Regions from separate parts of the Mus musculus genome. Here all the other regions are linked to region 3. A link is a contact called in public HiChIP or PLAC-seq data. All regions are on one chromosome and are shown on one strand. Each heading gives the region's core, a stretch centred on a gene start, on an enhancer-like site or on the middle of the called end of the contact. The rest is flanking DNA. Distances are from core to core; before and after follow the strand shown. Region 1 holds the start of Tbc1d4 (TBC1 domain family, member 4). Region 2 has its middle 150 kb from the start of Gm34361. Region 3 overlaps Klf12 (Kruppel-like factor 12).

Evidence for each region. HiChIP or PLAC-seq counts read pairs in DNA pulled down with a chosen protein or histone mark.
Region 1: a contact with region 3 is called in an H3K4me3 HiChIP or PLAC-seq map of stem cell-derived neural progenitor cells, with 6 times the contacts expected there. The contact joins the promoter of Tbc1d4 here to the enhancer-like site in region 3. A contact is called at or near these places in 5 of 39 promoter capture datasets (the C10 cell line, embryonic stem cells, frontonasal cranial neural crest and 2 more), 2 of 484 Hi-C or Micro-C datasets (cortical neurons and myocytes) and 5 of 115 datasets of contacts at active chromatin or transcription factors (astrocytes, embryonic forebrain, embryonic stem cells and 1 more).
Region 2: an H3K27ac HiChIP or PLAC-seq map of neural progenitor cells shows a contact between it and region 3, with 18 times the contacts expected there. The contact joins two enhancer-like sites. A contact is called at or near these places in 2 of 484 Hi-C or Micro-C datasets (3T3-L1-derived adipocytes and the C10 cell line) and 4 of 115 datasets of contacts at active chromatin or transcription factors (VIP interneurons, double positive thymocytes, neural progenitor cells and 1 more).

The regions. Positions count from the first base shown.
Region 1 is chr14:101,606,911-101,610,485 of GRCm38.p6, reverse strand. It overlaps Tbc1d4 (TBC1 domain family, member 4), which reads left to right and starts at 1,295. Exons shown (of 19, transcript NM_001081278.2): 1 at 1,295-2,523. The coding sequence starts at 2,026.
Region 2 is chr14:101,350,250-101,353,937 of GRCm38.p6, reverse strand. No RefSeq gene overlaps it. Among named protein-coding and RNA genes, the nearest start is that of Gm34361, 150 kb to the right of the region's middle. Within about 2 kb of position 1,422, at least 77 of the 459 cell types and tissues checked have an H3K27ac peak or open chromatin away from gene starts, as enhancers often do. A contact at or near this core is called in VIP interneurons, neural progenitor cells and oligodendrocyte precursor cells, where this site is marked.
Region 3 is chr14:99,941,750-99,945,397 of GRCm38.p6, reverse strand. Klf12 (Kruppel-like factor 12) reads left to right here. Exons shown (of 7, transcript NM_010636.3): 5 at 3,302-3,364. Among named protein-coding and RNA genes, the nearest start is that of Gm22970, 170 kb to the right of the region's middle. Within about 2 kb of position 2,082, at least 123 of the 459 cell types and tissues checked have an H3K27ac peak or open chromatin away from gene starts, as enhancers often do. A contact at or near this core is called in VIP interneurons, cortical neurons, embryonic forebrain and 3 more, where this site is marked.

The DNA.
Region 1 (3,575 bases), core at 46-2,545, 1.7 Mb before region 3:
GAGGTGCGACTTAGGGAAATGAGATCTGTGCACGAAGTCTGCTGTAATCTTAGACAATTTCTATCTCTGTTCTCAGAGTGTTTAATTCCTCCTTGAAGACTTGAGTTGTATTTTCCACAGAGATTTTTTTTTCATGTTAAAGTAAACGACTTCAACCAATTGATAACATCTTCATCCTGGAACATAGATGGTTCTTAAAAAGAGGCTAGCTATGTGGTGGTCCCAGAAGTGTAGCATATTTGACCCTATTGACTTTGTCTGAACAGGAAGCAAAATGACCCTAGAGAAAATCACAAGACCACTAAATACAAAACAAAACCCTGGAGTTTTCATTTTTTCTTCTAAGCACCTGGAAAAAAGTAAGTCTAAAGTTTCCTCCTGCTGGGCAGTGGTGGCACATGCCTGTAATCCCAGCACTCGGGAGGCAGAGGCAGGTGGATCTGAGTTCGAAGCCAGCCTGGTCTACATAGTGAGTTCCAGGACAGCCAAGACTGCACAGAGAAACCCTGTCTCGAAAAACAAAATAAAACAAAAACCCCTAAAGTTTCCTCCTTTATTTTGGTTTTTCTCCTGCTCATTCCTTATCATCCAGCAAAGGTATAACGAAGGTATGAGAGTTCACCGAGGATGGTGGTACATTCCTATAATCCCAGGTCTTGGAAAACTGAGGCAGGAGGATAGAGTGTACCAAGTCAACCTGTACTATCTAGGAAGGAGACTTTGACTTAAAAATACTAACACTAAACACACAGCAGCACCAATAACAAAACCCATTTAAAATGCTAGAATGGAAAAGGAATTATATTTTACTGTTTTGTTTTAAAATTACAATAATCAAATTATCCCTAATTTTTTTGAAATATGTATTCTCATATGTAAAAGGGAAGAATTTTGCACTAGCTCTGAAATGGGCATGGGTAAAGAAGTTTAACTTCTGTGTATTTTAAGAAGTTAGCTGCACTAAGAAATGGGAAGATTCATATCAAGCAATGTTGAAATTTAAAGTGAATATTGGAATGTATTTTATCATAGAATTGTGATCAAATCCTGATGAGTCCTTGAGATTAAGAAAAAGGATGCAGAACATAGTAATATTCAGGCTTTAGACAGAATAAAACTAAGCAAATATTGCTCAAAAACAAAATCCCAGCGCCCCACTGCGAATGGCCCCTCTCCAGGGGGCAGTAGAGTCTCCAGGAGGAGAGAGGCCAGCCTGCTCCGGGAAGTGCCCTCGCCAAGCTGGGTACGACTGCCCCCCGAGGCGAGATGAGGGGCGGAGGCCGGAGGAGGAGGCAGGGAGGCGACCTCAGCTTCTTGGCAAAGCTCTGCGCCCGTAGACTAGAGGCGGAGTAGCAGCCGGCTTTAAAGTAGCAGCCTGGGAGGAAGGAAGGAAGGAGCGAGCGAGGGAGGGACGGGAACCCTGGAGGAGGAGCAGCGAGCTGGGCTGCAGAATCGGCGGGTGCAGGAGCTGCCTGCTCGAGGCCACGTTTGTTTTTGTTATTTTCCATTGGACTAGTTCTCCAGGACTGAGCGGGCCGCAAGCGGGCACCCCCGACCTTCCAGGTGACAGCCGGTCACCCTGCTAGGAGTCAGCTCCGCCCCAGTCGCCCCTTCCCGCCCACAGCTCCACTCTCCGCCCAGCCTTCCCGTGCCAGCGCTGGGTGAGCGCGCCGGCCGCAGCGGGCTGCAGGAGCAGGAGCCCGAGCAGGATCGAGAGACCGCGGCTGCCCTGGTCCCGGACCCCAAGGACGGACCGGCGGCTGGAGAACAGACCTGCCCTGGGGCGCGATCTCCAGGAAGGAGGATGCGCGCGTGAGCCTGGGTCTCCCGCTAGTCCACTGAGCTGCAGCCAAAGGCTCGGAGCCGCGCCCGGGGAAGTGTCGCATGGGGCAGGGCCGCTGAAGCACGGACTTTAAGAACTGGTGGCACCAAGGCAGGCGCGGGGGCCTGGGGCGACAGTTAGCAGTTTCCTCGGCTCCTGCACAGTGAGAGTTGGGGGCGCGGTGCCCTCGCTAGGCGCGAGTTATGGAGTCGCCTAGCTGCATTCAGGATGAGCCTTTCCCGCACCCCCTGGAGCCTGAGCCGAGTGCCCCAGCACAGCCAGGTGCCACCAAGCCTGGCGACAAGCGCTTCCGGCTATGGTACGTGGGAGGGTCTTGCTTGGATCGCAGGACCACGCTACCCATGCTCCCTTGGCTCATGGCCGAGATCCGTCGGCGCAGCCAGAAGCCCGATGCGGGCGGCTGCGGGGCGCCCGCAGCCCGGGAGGTGATCCTGGTGCTCAGCGCCCCCTTTCTGCGTTGTGTCCCTGCGCCGGGTGCCGGGGTCGGCGGGGGCGCAGGCTCCGGGGCTGTGCAGCCCAACACCGGGGTGTTCATCTTCGAGCACAAGGCTCAGCACATCTCGCGCTTCATCCACAACAGTCACGACCTCACCTACTTTGCCTATTTGATCAAGGCGCAGCCCGACGACCCCGAGTCACAGATGGCCTGCCACGTTTTCCGCGCCACGGATCCTAACCAGGTAAGTTGTGGGTGCCAGGGGGCGGGACTGGGGCCACCCGGACTGGCAAGGCAGGGGCCTCTCTTTTAAGAACTGTCTTGGATCTGGCTGCTGGCTTGCGCTCCACGTGGCGCGCTCCGGTGCTCCCCTCGTTCTGTTTTTGGGATATGGGAATGGGAGAGAAAGCGATTCGTTGCTGCTCTGGTCTTGGGGACCGGCTGGCTGCCCAGAGCGGGAGGAAGGGAAGTAGACTCAGAGTGGTCTTGGGACCTGGGAGGAGTTGGCAAGTCTGCAGAGGACTCAAGGAAAAGCGCGGATCCCAGGAGGATCCTGGTGACTGGTGATGGATGGCTTGCCTGGCTTTCGCCTGTGTGCGTGTGTGAAAGTGTGTGTTTCTTGGAAGCGCTTGGAGAGCACGGGGCACCGGTTCTCAGGCTCGGTAGTATTGCATTTATACTTGTTTGGCTGGCGCGTCACTGTCACCAAAGTACCTATAAGTATCTGGGCCTGGGGGTGTGTGATTTCAGAGGCCAGTCTAAGGAAGTTAGAAATGTCAGAATGTCAGGTAAGTATGATTCTGCAAATATGGAGTCGGAAGACCTTTCTATTATTTTTTGCACCCACTGAGACAATAACTGCATATTTGAGTAACTTAAAAATCAGTGTGATAGAGGAGTTTCAAATGTCATTTTAAAGCATTATACTCTTCTAGCTTAGTGTCCAGTATTTCTCCAGAGCTTTCTAACTCGAAGTGTTCTGTTACTAAATAGAACCTTGAGTTCCTTAATGAGCACGTGCAAATATAACAGCAGTTCTCAACCTGGGGCTGCATATCAGAGATCGTGCATATCAGATATTTACATTACGATCCATAACTAACAAAATCACAGTTATGACGTAGTAACGAAATAATATTATGGTTAGGGGTCATCACAACGTAATGAACTGTATTAGAGGGTCACGCATCGGGAGGCTGAGAATCCCTGCTCTAAAAGAAAGAGGAAAACTTATAGTAACTGTGCCTTGGTAAACAGGCTTAGAAGTGTGGAAAGAAATGTGTGTGTGTGTGTGTG
Region 2 (3,688 bases), core at 173-2,672, 1.4 Mb before region 3:
GGTTTTATGTGGAGTTCCTTAATCCACTTAGATTTGACCTTAGTACAAGGAGATAGGAATGGATCAATTCTCATTTCTACATGATAACCGCCAGAAGGTTGCTTTCTTAAAACTCTCCCAGCCTGCTGTTCTTTGTGGAAACCCTAGTATTCAAGCATACTAGGATTGTAGTCATTGTTTTTGTTTTTTGTTTTTATATTTATTTATTAGATGTTTTCTTCATTTACATTTTAAATGTTATCCCCTTTCCTGGTTTCCTCCCCCAAAATCCCCTATACCCTCTGCCCCCCCCCCCTGCTTCCCAATCTACCCACTTAAAGGGAGAGCATTCCTTCTAAATTTACCTGTGTCTAGCTGGTTCTCTCTCTCCCTCTCCCTATTCTTCCTTCTCTCCCTCCTTACCTCTCTCCCTCCCCGTTCCTTCCATCTCTTTCTCTCTCTCCACCTCTGACTCACCTTACTGAATGTTGCGGTTACAGCGCTATGTACAATGTCTACCTCTCTAACTTATGTGTTCCTACATTCTCCCAAGAGGAGACCTCATAGATCTTATTATCTGTCAAAAATGTCTTCTGCACCCTCGAAGGGTTAAGAAGTGCTGACAGACAGTTTGACCTCCTTTAGCAGTCCTAATAGTCAGGCAACCATGGGAGCAACATATGACTGTCGACTATGTACCATACATAACATTTCTGCCTCATTTTGATTCTGCAGACCAAATGGTCTACTTCTGTCTCATTCTCCCCTTATTCACTGGGGACTCAGCTGCCATTCCACAGGGCATGGAGTGCAAATTAGTTATTCAGGCTCCATTGGCAAACAGCAAGAGCACCGTGCAATCTGTTATCCTGTCTAAATATCTGTGGCACAAACAATGACTTAAACATGATTATAGTTATTTGATGCTACAACTTAATCTCATGATAAAATTGTATGTGTTTTGTTATCTCCCTGACAGTTTTTATAAAATCATGTCACACACATGACTTGCACTTCTCCAAATCAGATATCCACTAGCAATTTGTAAAACATGCACACTAAACACGGAATGTTTGCATAAGAATGCAGAAAGACCAGCAGCAGAAACTATGGCTCATTTTCTTTGGATAAGTCTTTTAATGCAAGTGTTGTGTAAAGACTGTGTTTCCTGATGGGTGCAGAGGTGGCCAGCAGAAGGGATAAGACTCCTTTGTAAAAATAAGTAAAATAAAATAAAACAAAATAAAATAAAATAAAACAAAACATCTTAACTGTGGCTGAGATTTATCTCCGTGGATAAAAAGATGAGGATAAAAAGAAAGAGGGAAAAGTGCATCCTAATCTAATGGAACCGAGGAAACCACCAAGCTGTCAGTTCACTGAGCTGTGGATGTAGAAGCAGAATGGAGCCTTTCAATTCTGCTGCCTTCTCCCTGGGGTTAGAGACCGGTTGCCATGGATATTCTGGATTCCTGCAGCTAATGGGAGGGAGTTCTGTAGCTTGGTATCCTGGGGACCTGCCAGGGTGAAACATGAAATGGAGGCTGGTGGGTGTGGTGGTGGAGGCTGGAAGCCAGAGGTCAAGAGGTCCACTTCCAGCAGAGTTAAAGCAGATTGTATTTCAAGCCACATTCATTTGACAATCTATATTTTCCCGGAAAAAAAAATAGACCTTTTTGTCCCTCCCTTACTGAGCAAAGAGAATCTCAGTCTCCTTAAAATGGCTGTGAGCACATCACTGAGGAGTGCGTGCTATAATTAGATGTGCCCTGATGTTTCTAAGAAGCATGTTTTTAAATGTAACTTTTGGAGGAGGGAAAGTAATTTAGTTTGGTTCAGAAACTTGACCATTTAAAAATAAATATGCATGGTAAGTGTGGTGAACAAATAAGGTACTCATTCCTTCCACCTTATTTAAAATATTATTTGGTACTTGGTCCCTTATTTCTTTCCTATAGCTCACTATTGTGTCAGTCTTTTCCGTGCTTCTTGTATTCAGCCTTAGTTTTTAACCGGGTCACAGTGAAAACATTTTCCCTCAGTGGAATCTTTTGGAAAAAATTTCACTCTCTGACTGGATAGCATTACAAAGTGAACTTCTTGGGTAGTGATGGCTAAGTCTGATGAGCAGAACTAGGTTTGCTCTGGCCTCCTGAGCCGCCTTCTCAGAAGAGTATTGAAGTAGTCATGAGGTTCTCAGTTAGATGACTTCAGAGAGCAAAATATTTAGCAGTGACTTAAAGATGCTCTATCAGGCTCCTCCGGTCTTCATGGAAAGAGTTACCCTTACACCCAGCAAGGAAATATCAATCGTTTTTGATCTATGACATGCGTGTGAAATATGTGTCTTGTTTTAAAAATGTCATGTGGTCTTTGGATAGTGTTCTTCCTGTAGCTGGTTGGCAAGGGCAACAGAGAAAGGCTGCCCTCTGCAGATCTCTGACAGCCAAAAATAGAACCCCATCTTCAATGTTCTAGCCTCATGGAGAGCAGAGGCTTGATATTTCTTCATTGGGCAAACTTAAGGAAGTTCAGTGGTTTGGAATCTGGGCGGAATAGCTTATCAGACTCGTGAGAACATGCCGGCCAAGGAAGAAGTCAAATTTCTGCCGGTCCTTCCAGAACACTGCTCTTCAAGCATGAATTTCTATTAATTCCACAAAACCATTTCTTGCTGTACCTATCATTAATTGAACATTAAAACAAACATGGTTATCTCTTGTAGCAAAGGTATCCTTACCCCAACAGGGTATGTGGAGGTCACCATTAAACTCCACATTCATATATTTAAGCAACTGGGACAACACAGGGGCCATTAAAAGATCCCATCTTCACTCAGGTGACGTTGTATAGCATGCTTGGGTTTCTTTGAATAAGGCACCATCAAGAAGACTGAAAAATGTGGGCAGAATTAAGTTCTGAGTAGTCTCTAGCCAAAATCTTTTATTCATATCCTTTTAGAGAAAAAAAAAAGAGACTATTTATCTGCTTAAATTTCTACCATCTGGAGGATTGTCAAAGCCAGGATATAATAGAAATCAATAATGTGGTCCTAGAACTCAGTGCAGTTTCTCAAGAATCCTACTTTCTTTACCTATAAAATAATGAATTTTATCATTAGTGAATTATTATTGTACAATTATTATTATTAATTCATATAATTATTTATTATATAATACCCAGTGTATCTTCCAATTTATTGTTTATGCAGGAGAGAATAATGATAACCTAAAGATGAGGAAAAATATGCTTCACCCCAAGAAAAATGTAAATCAAAGTTTATAGGCTTCACATAGAACATAGCTGTATATCCAGTATATGCGTACTATCAATTAAATAAAACGTTAAGGGGCTATAGAGATGGCTTAGTAGTTATGAGTGCATACTTCTTTTGCAGAAGACTCAATTTCAGTTCCCAATATCCGTGCTGTATAGCACCTATAACACCTATAACACCATCCAGGAGGTTTTACATTTGTGTATTCCGTGAGAACATACACCAATGTATACATCCACACACAATTAATTTTAAAATAATAAAAAAATCTTAAAAAGTTTAAACATTAACAATACATGACGAATATTTTATATCAGTATTACATAAAATATGCTTTGAGTTAGGGTCTTTGTACTCAAGTTGGCTTGAACTCACAAATCTTTCTGTCTCAAATGCTTGAATGCTAGATTACAGGCATGGTTCACCACACCT
Region 3 (3,648 bases), core at 833-3,332:
AATCGCAATTAGATGTTATTCGCTGTGCATTGAGCATCACTATCAGATGTCATGGTATGCACTGAGCATGGTTGTATGTGATAGACATTGATGTCACTGGCAGCACTGTAGTTTTGCTTACAGCAATATCATAGGGACATGGGACACTAGGTGACTAGACAATGGGATTGTTTCAGTCCTCTTACAAACGCTCGAGGCTGTGGTCCTCTGTGTGTTTCCCATAACTGTAACAATGTCCCTTGGACAGATGCGGATACTGAGATCTGGGTAGATATTGTGACTTGCCTTAGAATGCACTGTTGCTAGCTGGCAACGCTTTGGGTTAATCCCAGGAAAGGCGGCTAGACAGTCTGCACCCCACATTTCTTTGTGTCAGTTCTCCTTGATGTCATAAGTGGCCGCACAGTATGTGGGTGAGATAGTGTCCCCACCCCCAGAAACTCATCAGTGCTTCATAGCTTGTGTCTAGGACCGAGACTCCACATGCCACCTCTTACTGCCAGTCATTCGTGTCGCCTCCTGGAGGCACTGAAGAGCAGAGCCGTCAGTCTCCTAACTCTTAACAGTCATTATGACACAGAATCTGAGAAGCAGGTTCAGTCCTCGCACCCATAGAAGGGAGAATTATTTTTACATTAAGATATCAAAGAGGTTCAAACATAGCAAGAAAGTGAAAAAGAAGAAAAGCTCAGAATCAAGTGAAATCGTAACATGCCTGGAGCCCCAGATGAGTCAGTGTGTATAAATAGAACAACTGGTGTACAGGGCCCTGGTGGTGCGCCGGGCCTCTTCTGTGTGATGTAAATCACCCCGCGTGAGCAGTAATATCCCACATAGCAATCAGTATCTGTAGAGTGCATTGTCAGATCCGCTGTGTTACACAACACCAAGATCATTCCCTCGCTTCTGCCTGGAGTGTCCCTTTTCTTTTCATATCCAGCAGTTAGCACTAAGGCCTGAAACCCTTAGTTACAGAACAAAGTGGCTCAGGAGTAATGGAGCCTGTGTGAGGCTCCAAGAAGAATAATGAACGTGCCCAGCAAGCTTCCTGCCTAGATGCAGGTGCAGAAATCAGGGGATCATGAATAATGCATGACATGCAGATTAGACGGTAGTTTGTGCTACTGGGTTTTTGACTCTGCTACCTGCCTGGCTGCTGTATGTGGGGAAAAGGCAGATAGCAGAGGGGCTGCCATTTAAAATGGAGCTCACCCAAACTCTGGCATGTGCATGTCCTTTTGAAGGAGTAAAATTTTAAGTGATAGCTGACATGTAAGAGTTGTGATCTGAATTTTTGGATGAAGTAGACTCAGAGGAAGAAGATACTTGCCCGTTCCTCGTTTGAGTTTAAGAAATGTTAGAATTATTTGGTCATACAGATAATCAGAATCAGTTTTCTGCTTTTGTTTCTCGCCCCCCCCCCCCAAACCATGATGGAAATTGTGTATTTATAGAATTTGGTCTAGGATCACCGAATTTTTTTCTCAAAGATACCAATGTCTAGAAGGCTTTATACTTACGGAGTAGTGAACCCAAGCCTCCCTCCCTCATGTTCCCATGAGATGTGAAGTGGGCAGCCATGATGCCAGATACTGTGATCATTCAACTTCAGCTGGAGGTGACCATGAGGACGACAGGGTTTCTCTGTACTTTTGGGCTTCAGGATTGCAGTAAAGGGGATAAAGGCTTGAAGGACTTGGTGAGTAGTGGAGAGCTGAATCCTTGAAGCAAATGACCTCTGAAAATACACTTAACTCTTGGGACCAAGACGTCAGCGAGGCTCTAGAGAGGAAATTCACTGTGAGTATGCTATTTCAAGAAAGCAGGGCAGAATGGCTTTTGCTACCTTCTAGGTAACTCTTGTCTCCCTCGGATGTATCTCCATACATGAGAAAGATAAGTATGTGTATCTTGAGGGGCTGGAGTATAAACCGGCTTTCATTCTCGCTGACTCTGTCATTTCCGCCAGGGCCCCAGTTTGGACAGCTGCCAAGACCAACAGGTGATCCTTGTGGCTGCAGATCAGCAGGAAGTGGGGCTGTGCTTGAATAAGGCAGTTCAGCGAGGGGCTGTCTGGCCTCCCTCCATCTTTCTGCATAATTATCACCCCCTTCCCCCATGCAGAGCAGAAAATCTGTGCTGAGCAGCTCAGCTGCAGCCACCATCAAGAAGCCTAGGAGAAGAAGCGTGTTAATAATGCTCGAGGAATCAAGTAGGAAGTACAGGCCAGCTCGAGGCTTGGGAAAGATGCAGAAAAGGCTGGCCTGGCATGCCCTGTCTGTTTTGATGTGATTTTCACTGAACAGCAACAAGGGGCCGGGGTTCAAAGGGACCCCAGACTTTGGTTTTAAGGGAGTCTTAAGGCCAATTAAGGTAATTTTGTTTCTTTCCTTCATCCTTCCCTGACTTCCTCCCCTTCTGTTTTCCTCCCTCCCTGTAAATAAAAGTAATGTGTGGGTGTGGAGACTGGTGAAGAGGACTCAAGCTGAAAGCATGACTAGATCTCATGAACCCTAGGTAAGCATCCTAAGCCAGCAAGAGAGAAGGCAGCCACAAGGCAGCTGAAGTAGGCCATAGGGTTTCCCAGCTGGTAACTGGGAAGAGAAGGATAGGGCCGCTGGCTCCAAGTTAGAGAATACCAGTAGTTCCTGGATGCTTTGAACTCAAACCCTGCATGACTCAACCCCGGAAGATTAGGAAGCTATATATTGACGTCTATTACATGGCTAGCACTTTGAATTCACTTTGCCTTCCGGATCTCAAACACAAACATAGATTCCAGAAAGCCTGTCTCCTGGAAATAACTGTCTCTCCTCCCATCCCATCCTGTCCACACAAACCCTGTTTCTGGATGTGTGGGTGAAGTCCTGCTGTTTTTGTAACTTTTACATTTAGAAATTGACCCAAAGAATGGCCACTTCATTGTCTCTTTGTGCAGTTTCCATGGGAACGGACATAAGAGGGCTCACTGAGGACAGGTACCACGCCCTCTGAATATTATATGCACTCTTACCCCCCAGGCAATAATTACATCTTCAGTAGCTGTTTCTTCTGCTAAAGAGTACATCTGTTCAATGAAATTCTTGGTTCTGCAGTTAATGTGTGGCACCTTGGTACCTCGGGAGAGATAAAGAACAAAGCAGGCCCTGGAATTTAATTAATTGCACCTGTTTATTAAGAGTTGGTCAAGTTCACAGGGAGAACAAAGGAAGCAATCCTAAGAAAGTTCACTGATTAAGCAGACTGTGTGCAGCGAGGAATGTGTTTTCTCAATGACTGACTTACTCTGGTCTGTTGACAGGGTACATCCATCCCCGGTATCCAGGGTCCGAGGAAATCGAATGAATAACCAGAAGTTTGCTTGGTGAGTATGCAAGTTAATTTATAAATATTTGTAACTCTTTTATTGCTGTGGGGGTTTCGTTTTGTGTACTGAGGCAGTGTTATGAATCCCAGAGGTGCCTGGAATAAACCAACAAACAAATGCTGATGGAATTACTCTGCAGTTAAACCGCTTCATCACCATCGTCTGGGAAACGTTTTTGCCATAACATATGTAATCTAACTTCCCAGGATCCGACATTTCTCCTTTGAAAACAGTGGCTCCTTTTTAAAAAGATGGCTTAGTTAACCCAGGATTTGAGTGGG